3 separate regions of the Pan troglodytes genome follow, and regions 1 and 3 are each linked to region 2. The links are chromatin contacts, called in public Hi-C and capture Hi-C maps. All regions are on one chromosome and are shown on one strand. Each heading gives the region's core, a stretch centred on a gene start, on an enhancer-like site or on the middle of the called end of the contact. The rest is flanking DNA. Distances are from core to core; before and after follow the strand shown.

Region 1 (2,815 bases), core at 264-2,763, 260 kb before region 2:
TTGCTATCGCTTGTGGCGACTTGGAGACAGGGATGAGGAATGGGTTTGCTTCCTCCAATCAGTTTACTCGTGCTTGGAAGGGCCATTTGTGCCCTTGACCCTGGTGTGGCCATAGCCTTGGGGAAGGGCAGGACAGGAGGAGGGGAGCTCTGGGCAATGGTTAGGGCAGAGGCAGTAGGAGATCAGACAAGAACAGGGAGAATCTGGGAGATGCCAGATAGAAGTTTGGGGAAGCTGACTTGAGATGATCTGTCCCTAGGGAGGACGAGGGTTCCATCATCAAAAGAAGGAGTCCAACTCCAGCCTGTTGCACACCCAGGGTGTGTGGCTTTTTCTTTTTTTTTTTTGAGATGGAATCTCACTCTGTCACCCAGGCTGCAGTGCAGTGGTGTGATCTTGGCTTACTGCAACCTCTACCTCCCGGGTTCAAGCGATTCTCCTGCTTCAGCCTCCAGAGTAGCTGGGATTACAGGCACCCACCACCATGCCCGGCTAATTTTTGTATTTTTATTAGAGACAGGGTTTTGCCATGTTGGCCAGGCTGGTCTGGAACTCCTGACTTCAGGTGATCCACCTGCATTGGCCTCCCCGTGAGCCACTGTGCCCGGCTGTGGCTGCTTTTATCTATGGACCTTGGCTCTTCCCGGACACTTGGAAAGCAACAGGAGCACAAGGTTAAATGATCAACCATCCGAACTCCAGCCTTGCTGTGGGGGCTAGCCCAGCATCTCAGCATCCTAGGGGCTGTCTAGCTGCTATGCTGGGGCGGGACCTCTGTGCTCTACAATACTTACGTTTTCTCAGACCTCTGCTTATCTCTACTTAATGTGCCTTCCAGTCTGTTATGGAGAATACAGACCATTGTTAGACCCAGCCTCTCCCCGCCCACACCTGCCTGTCACCAGGCAACAGGTTGGGTCTGGCTCTGGGGGTAGAGGAAGTTTTTGTCAGAACAAATTCTCATGCTCTGGGGCCACCACAGGGGTCCAGAAACACTTGTTCAATATCACACATCAGAGCAGAGGCAGACATTATGCTGGGTGCAGCCCAACACCTGGTTGTGCCATTGTAGTTGAGGGATACCAGCTCCTTGGGCTTCCATGACCTCACTGGAAAAACAGAAGGAACCCTACCTGCCCTGCCCCTGCCTTTCAGGGTCGTCTGGAAGAGCTGTGATGTCCAGTGAACATGAACGTGCTCTGTAACTTGGGAAGGGCAGTGCAGATGGCAGGGGCGTGTATACACTTACTCTTCAGGCTGGCTTGTGAGCTCCCATCTCTCGCCCTCCTCCCCCTGCTCTCCTTTTCTGTGCTGCCCGTTCCCTCTCTGCAAACTGGGAGCTATTCTGGCCGCAGCCAGTTCCACGTCCCCACTGAGGGCCGCACCCCTGAATGTTCCCTGTTGTAAAGCTGTGTGGAGGAAGGGAGGAGGCCTTTCTGCGTATTGTCGTCATCAGCCCGCGGTGTTCCAGAAGCTGCCAGCAGGGGGCAGTAGCACCACATGCCTGGGACCCTCCCGGCGCTTCCCGGCCACTGCCCTGGGCTCCGGGGAGGCCACCTCTGTGAGTGGGTGTGTGCCTGCCGGTCGCAGGTCGAGAATGTCTTAATGACTTGTGCCGCGTGTGCGCGCTCGATGAGCAGAGGGCCTGACGCGGCAGGGCCACCGTGGGGGCCAGGCCTGGAAACACGTGCTGATTTCCTTTGGGCAGCAGGGGTTGAGAGGGGGAGGTGTCCTGGTGACGCTAATGGGGAGGCCAAGGTGGCCTTCAGGGGCTGCTTGTGTAACACACGGGGGGGACCGTGGGTGTGGCTCAGATGAACACAGAGGATGGGATGGATTCCACTGGCCACATCCTCTAGGGTATCCTGCTGAGCCCGGGTAGTAACAATGACAAGGGCACACCCACCCAGCGGGCCTTGAGTCAGGCTCTCAGCCTCCACCCGGGCCCCTCCTGACCTTGCATGGACCAGAGGGGCTGTCCTCTGTGCCCCCACCATTGTCTCTTCAGCCCCCTCCGACCGCACTCAAACTCCTGACATGAACCCCGGCTCCCAGCTGCTCTAGCTTTTGGAAGCCCCTGCACTGGGCTCAGCCGTTTCCCCTTTCTGGATTCCTGGGCCCCTCAGGACATGGCTGTCAGCGCCACTGAATTGAGACTGGAGGCAGGTGCCAGGTTCCACTCATAGTGATGGGTCCTGCCACTCAGCGTCTGGCAGCATTGCAGGATGATGTTGCAGGACGGTGCCTGCAACCACAAAGGGCTTGGCCCAGGGTCTCTAGGGACTTGCAACCCATTGAGGAAAGATCAACTCACCTGCATCTAGAGTTTCTGTTATTGTTTTTTGCCTAGAGGGAGTTTTTGAGGGGGGGCCTCAAGGTGGGGTGGAGCCCCTCAGCACCATTGTTCTCTCTGCCATCTGAAACAATGGCCAGCCCTGTCCTGTGCCTTGGAGGTCACCCTGCTTTCCTGGGTGATGCAGGGCCTCTTTTGCAGGCTCCATCTCCCCAGAAAGCAGGGATTGAACACAGTATTTGCTCGCACCTGAGAAGTACTCCACGCTGCAGAAGATCCTGTGGTGAGGATGTCAGGGTTCTGTTCTCTGCACTCCTGAGCTTTCCAGGCGTACTGTTATTTAATTATTCATTCTGCAGTGTTCATTCATTCACTCACTGGTTTATCACACATTATCGAGCCTCTACTACATACCAGGTGTGTATTCTCTCTCCCTCAGTTAGGGAGGGGGTGTTTCTGGGCTCTAGGAATAGTCTCACTCCTCCCTCCCATTTTATTATTTATTTATTTATTATGTTTGGA
Region 2 (2,831 bases), core at 240-2,739:
TCTGCTGATGCACCTGGGATGCCTTTTTCCTCCTCCCCACCACAACCCCCAGAACTAAGGAGGGGCAAACATGACTTTTGTTGATGAGGAAACAGAAATTCAAGTAAGGGAACATCATGCAGAAAATGAGAGGGTTAGGCCTGATAGGACCACGATGATCATGATAATAATAACAACAATAATTTTGTGCACTACTATGCTGCTTACTGGGTGAAGGAATTTACTTGCATTGGGGTAGGTTTTACATCTGCAGTTTCTGGATGAGGTCAGTGAGGCTGAGGGGGTCAGTAGCTGTCCTAGGCACAAGGAGAATGCCACCTTATAGTTTGTTCACCAGTTCTTCCCAAAGCCTATGCTTGTGATCTGACAAGGAAAGCAACTCAAGGCTGTCTCCACGGACATTCTAAAATCAGAGAGAAGCTTCCTTTCCCTGCTGCCTCCACGGCCCCATGCTAGGACCCTCCGGCTGGTGCTGTCCAAGGACCTCTTCCCTGGTCCCTCCTGCCTTCCTCGAGCAGTATTCCCCTCACCCCCATCCTGCTCCAGCCTCAGCCAGTAACCTTGGTGGATTTTCACTGAATATGTTGCCTCCACCACCAACAGCATTTTTATTTGCACATCCTTGGGGATGCCTTGCCTGGAGGAAGGAGTCTGTGGGATTATCCAGAGGTAAGAGGGAAACACTGCGCAGTGGGAGTCCCAGCAGGGGCGAGGAGCAGGGGAGATGGCCGGAGGCTCTGTCTCCACCCTCCTCTTACCACTGCCCATTTCCAGGGAAAGACAACACAGCCAGAGCAGGGCAGTGGCACCACGGCTTGCTAATGCTGTAGCATACCTGGTACCTCAGTGAATTTTCCAGGACATGAGAGGCCCATGTAATAAATAGGTCAGGAAACTGAGCCACAGAGAGGACACGGGACTTAGCACAGGGGAAAAGAGTGGTTGAAATGGAACCAGATTCCAGGAGGCCTCATTCCCAGTCCTGTACTCTTCCTGCAGAGACACCATGCTTTGAACCAGGCTCGAAGTTGCCAAAGTGAACATTTTAAAACTTTTCCCAGGGCTCAAGAGATGGCCGAGTAAAATCTCCAGACACTGTGGCTCCCACAGGCTCCTTATTGGGCCATTCACTTCATGGGCACAGTTTGGTGGTTGGGGTGAGAGGAGCTTCGTGGAGAGGACAAAGGATGGGGAAGGAGCCTAAATCCCAAATGCAAGGATTTTGTCCTAAATCCCAAATGCAAGGATCCCCTCCCTTTCCTCACAGAGTTCAGGTAGCTCCTCTTCCTTCTCCTCCCAGGTTCTATTCCCTCCTGTCTGAGTCCTCAGAGCACCCCGGAAGGGGGAGGGCCTCTGGTTGCTTTCGCGGCGGCAGGCTTTTCTATGCCGGTTTCTCTGGAGGGTGCGGGTGGTTGCGGGTTCCAAGCTCGGGCTCTGAGCCGGGCCAGGCGCGCGCTTCCTAGTTCTAGCAGCAGAGGGCGCGCCTGTCATTGGAGAAGGAACGGCGCGGCCGCAGCCCCTTCCTCGTCGACCGCGTCGACTCCTGGCTGCCTGGGGACCGGCGCGGGAACCCCGGAGCAGTAGCTTTGTGGAGGGCGACCCAGGTGGACGAAAGAGCTCGGCACACCGTGTGTCCCCAGGCCCGCTTCCTCCGTGCGCCTCTGTCATCCGCTCCATCTCCGGGAAGCAAAGGGACTTGGGGTGTGGCACAAAGAGCAGGGATGCAGTGGCCGGGTCACTTGGATGGTGTCCTCATCTGGGGCCAGGCCACACCTAGGCCTCCCCACACGCTGTTCCTATAGGAGTGCCACCAGGACTCACTCCAAAAAGGAATGGACGGCGAGGGTTTGTAAATGGGACAGCACCCTGGGAGTGCAAAGCCTGGGACCGGTCCCGGTGGCCTTGGCCAGTCCTGGAGCCTCTATGTGCCCAGTTTCTGTGTAATGCAAAGACACTGAATGAGGAGATGGTCCCTAAAACCCCTCCCAGGGCCAGCATCTGGGATCTCATGCTTACATCATCTTGTCCTTCCTTTCCATGGACTCTGCCTGTTGGACAGAGTCCACTGACATGCACCTGCCAGAGCTGGGTGGGGAGGGGCCAAAGTTGTCCTCTGTGAAGTCATATGAGAGGCCTGAGAGCAGCAGGATCGGTCCTCCTGTGTCTCATCTCGCGTTCTTCCTGCTCACAGGAAACAGAATCCCTACCAAGTTTCCATCCTAGAGACAGTCGATGTGACTCATTTCATCCCCTGGTGGTCTTGGTTGGCCGCACTCATTGGGTGCAGCACCTCTGATGTGGGAGGCAGGGGTCGGTGGAGGGGAACCGCTTCCTCCACCGGGGGCCAGGTTGTGGGAAAGGCTGGGAAAACACACGCTCTGGAGCAGGCTCTTCTGTGACCTACCTTGGGCACATGGGAGAAATCCTTCAGCATTCCTGAACCTTAGCCAGTCCATGAAACGAGAGGCTGGAGATGGTGTCCACATCCCTTTGCTGTTTTGATGTCTGCACTTGGTGAATCCTGGTCAAGCACACCTAACCTCTGCCTCTCTGGAGAAGGGAAACGAAGGAGGAGGAGGCAGGGGGGAAAGAGACCATTTAGGAGGAGAGCGGAAGTCAGAGGGGAGAAAGGTGGATGGGAGGATGCAGTGGGTGGATTTGCACCTGCTCAGAGGTGGGCAGCTGAGCTTTGAGGAATGTGCTTCCCTGCACTGCATGGCGTGAGATGCTCTGTGTAGGGGATGGGCGGGAAGCGGGGGGTTCTGGTGAATTAGGAGAATATATCTTGGTAGAAATCCAAGTGTGCTCTCAGTCCATCCATCTAGACAGGA
Region 3 (2,700 bases), core at 185-2,684, 310 kb after region 2:
TTTATCTCAGGGACAAGTGAGAAGCAGAGATCTGGGAGAAAAACAGACCTGGGTTTGGATCCTGGATCTGCCACCACTGTGTGACTTGGACAACTTATTTAACTTCATCAAGCCTCTTTTTCCTCATCTAAGTACCCTGATGGGTTGTTTTGAAGAATAATTGGGATGACACATATGAATGTATTAGTGTTATGCTAATGGAAACTCTGTTGTTCCAGCATCTTCCTCCGATAAAATGCCCCTGTGATGGGTGGTGCGAAGTCATCTCTCTTCACTCCACTACACCTAGTACTCAGCTCATGCGCAGTAAATGAGAAAAGTGAATGAATGTTTGCATGCACGCATAAATAAATAAGTGAATGAATGAATGTGGTTCCTATTACACTTGTACGTGTTCCAAGAATCCCCTGGAGATCATTTATTTGGCAACCTTGGCTCTACTCTAAAACCTATCATTTCTGGATTATTGCCACAGATTAATCTCTTAGTGTAAAGGTTAAATCCTCTCCTTTCTCTGAGCTCTCATGCTCACATTCACACACAGGCTCAGGAGGCCCGACTTCCTGACTTCCAGGGCTGCGGGGTTGCAATGTGTGAGATTCTCTAGCTAGGCAGATCCTATGCATTTGACAGAGGAGACTGCAGCCAGAGCAACCCCGCCAACATGGAGGCCCAAAGGAATGGGGGATGAGAGGAGTGTTCTGGCATTCACACAGTTAACAAGCTGAGAGGGACCTTGGAAACATTCTAGCTGCCAATCCTCTCATTTTTCAGATGAAGCTCAGTTGCTGCAGGGATTTGTCCAAGGCTACATGGCTACCAACACTCCTCATTTGATACCCAGTCCCTAGATACTGACTCCTGGCCAAAATGCCCATTCTTGACCCCGTCTTAAGGTCAGGGCTGAAGCAGGGGCAGAGCCTCAGGGCCCCACATCCTGGAGAAAAATTAAAGTTTCCCTCCCCATCCCCAAGCCCAGCAGGTGGGAAGGGGCTGTTGTCCTGGGGATCAAAGTGCTGCTCCTGTTCCAGCCTTTTTTTTTTTTTGACTCTGTGTACATTGGGTATTTTATTAGAAACTTTCATGTTACTGCTACGTAAACACTGCTTCAAAATAATACATAAGTTAAAAACTTGTCAAGCAAGTTCTTCATCAGCTGTACTCCTAGAATTAAACACACATCACACACATACAAGTCACCAACTCCCACAAAATGTTTAATTTAACTGACCTTAAAATTTGGAGAAAAGTACCGGTTGGCTTATCTTTTAGCAAATGACACAGACAAAGACTATGGCCCCTTCTGAACTGGGACCGGGAACCTGCTGTTGTGTGTTTCCCAAGCACAGCCTGCTCAATGGGAGCCTTTGTTTCTGCAGCCAAGAAGAAGGCGGGGAGGGGCTGGCACGTTGACACCTAACTCCCGGCCCAGGCAGCGGAGCCAAGCTAGTCCCCAGGCATATGCTGAGGCTCCCTAGCTGGCTGGCACTGGCTCCTTGTGGGAAGTGGCAGGGCAGGCTGGGCAGGCACTCCCTTCTCCATCTAGCACCTGACCCTTCTCTCTGATTTCCTTCTAGCAAGGGCTCTGCTGACTAGCGTTCCCAGCAATGCTCTGGCTGTTCAAACCACAAAAAACCAGTGTGTGTAAATGATACATTTTGTGAATGAGTGCACAGCAGCCCAAGGGGGTGTGCCCAGATGTGCATGTCTCAGCACAGGAGTAGCATTTGCACACACCTATGGGGGGCAGAAGTGTTCTGGACCACAGGAGCACGTGTGCAAATAAACACATCTTTCCTCGCAGGCAACCGAGGCTGGGTATGAGGCTTCTCTGGCTAGGAAACAAACATCTTTTTTCAAAAAGGGATTTGACTCTGGGAAAAGTTATGGTGCTCAAATGATTGGAAACTGATATTCCTGAAGGAGAACCTTCTAGGTTTATCAACATAGGGCCCCACTCTCAGAAGAACAGGTGCTGCTGGCTTAGAAAGGAGGCAGAGACGACAGATGACCCAAGGAATTCTAAATCATCTTCGTTTCACCCTATCTCCTGTCTCAAGGTACCCACCTAACTCTCCTGAACTTATATGACTTTCCATTGCGGGATCAGGGCCCAGCCTGCTGCTGGGGAAAGACAAAGAGGGCCCTCTGGTGTCTGGGTCATCCTGGACACAGGCAAAATGTATCTTCTTCAGTAAGAGATACAGCTTTGAGGGCATCTTCCAGTAATTCTTCAAATATGAAAGGACAATTGTTAAAATGACAGCATTCTAAAAGTTTTTTTTTTTTTTTGAGATGGAGTCTCACTCTGTTGCCCAGGCTGGAGTGCAGTGGCGTGATTGTGGCTCACTGCAGCCTCTGCCTCCTGGGTTCAAGCGATTCTCCTGCCTCAGCCTCCTGAGTAGCTGGGACTACAGGTGCACGTCACCACACCCGGCTAATTTTTGTATTTTTAATAGAGACAGGGTTTCACCAGGATGGTCTCAATCTTCTGACCTTGTGATCCACCTGCCTCAGCCTCCCAAAGTGCTGGGATTATAGGTGTGAGCCACCATGCCTGGCCTCTAAAAGGGTTTTATGCCTTATGCACTGTCGGTGAGGGTTTAGATTAGCACAACCATTTTGAGGAGTAATTTGGCAGTTATTACTAAAACCTAAAATGACCCAGAAAGTCTTCCTCTTGGAATCTTTCCTGCAGAA

What was found. A called contact is a pair of places that touch in the nucleus more often than the background predicts. Capture Hi-C pulls out chosen DNA fragments and counts their contacts.
Region 1: a Hi-C map of stem cell-derived neural progenitor cells shows a contact between it and region 2, with 9 times the contacts expected there. The contact joins two enhancer-like sites. A contact is called at or near these places in 2 of 7 Hi-C or Micro-C datasets (induced pluripotent stem cells and stem cell-derived neural progenitor cells) and 1 of 1 other capture datasets (stem cell-derived neural stem cells).
Region 3: a capture Hi-C map of stem cell-derived neural stem cells shows a contact between it and region 2, with 5 times the contacts expected there. The contact joins two enhancer-like sites. A contact is called at or near these places in 3 of 7 Hi-C or Micro-C datasets (induced pluripotent stem cells and stem cell-derived neural progenitor cells) and 1 of 1 other capture datasets (stem cell-derived neural stem cells).

The regions. Positions count from the first base shown.
Region 1 is chr6:147,057,533-147,060,347 of NHGRI_mPanTro3-v2.0_pri, forward strand. No RefSeq gene overlaps it. Among named protein-coding and RNA genes, the nearest start is that of PODXL, 140 kb to the left of the region's middle. Within about 2 kb of position 1,514, at least 4 of the 24 cell types and tissues checked have an H3K27ac peak or open chromatin away from gene starts, as enhancers often do. A contact at or near this core is called in stem cell-derived neural progenitor cells, where this site is marked.
Region 2 is chr6:147,318,227-147,321,057 of NHGRI_mPanTro3-v2.0_pri, forward strand. The region is part of intron 5 of LOC134810493 (a long non-coding RNA gene); the gene reads left to right. Among named protein-coding and RNA genes, the nearest start is that of PODXL, 400 kb to the left of the region's middle. Within about 2 kb of position 1,490, at least 6 of the 24 cell types and tissues checked have an H3K27ac peak or open chromatin away from gene starts, as enhancers often do. A contact at or near this core is called in stem cell-derived neural progenitor cells and stem cell-derived neural stem cells, where this site is marked.
Region 3 is chr6:147,625,962-147,628,661 of NHGRI_mPanTro3-v2.0_pri, forward strand. All of the region lies in intron 4 of PLXNA4 (plexin A4), which reads right to left. Among named protein-coding and RNA genes, the nearest start is that of PLXNA4, 320 kb to the right of the region's middle. Within about 2 kb of position 1,435, at least 5 of the 24 cell types and tissues checked have an H3K27ac peak or open chromatin away from gene starts, as enhancers often do. A contact at or near this core is called in stem cell-derived neural stem cells, where this site is marked.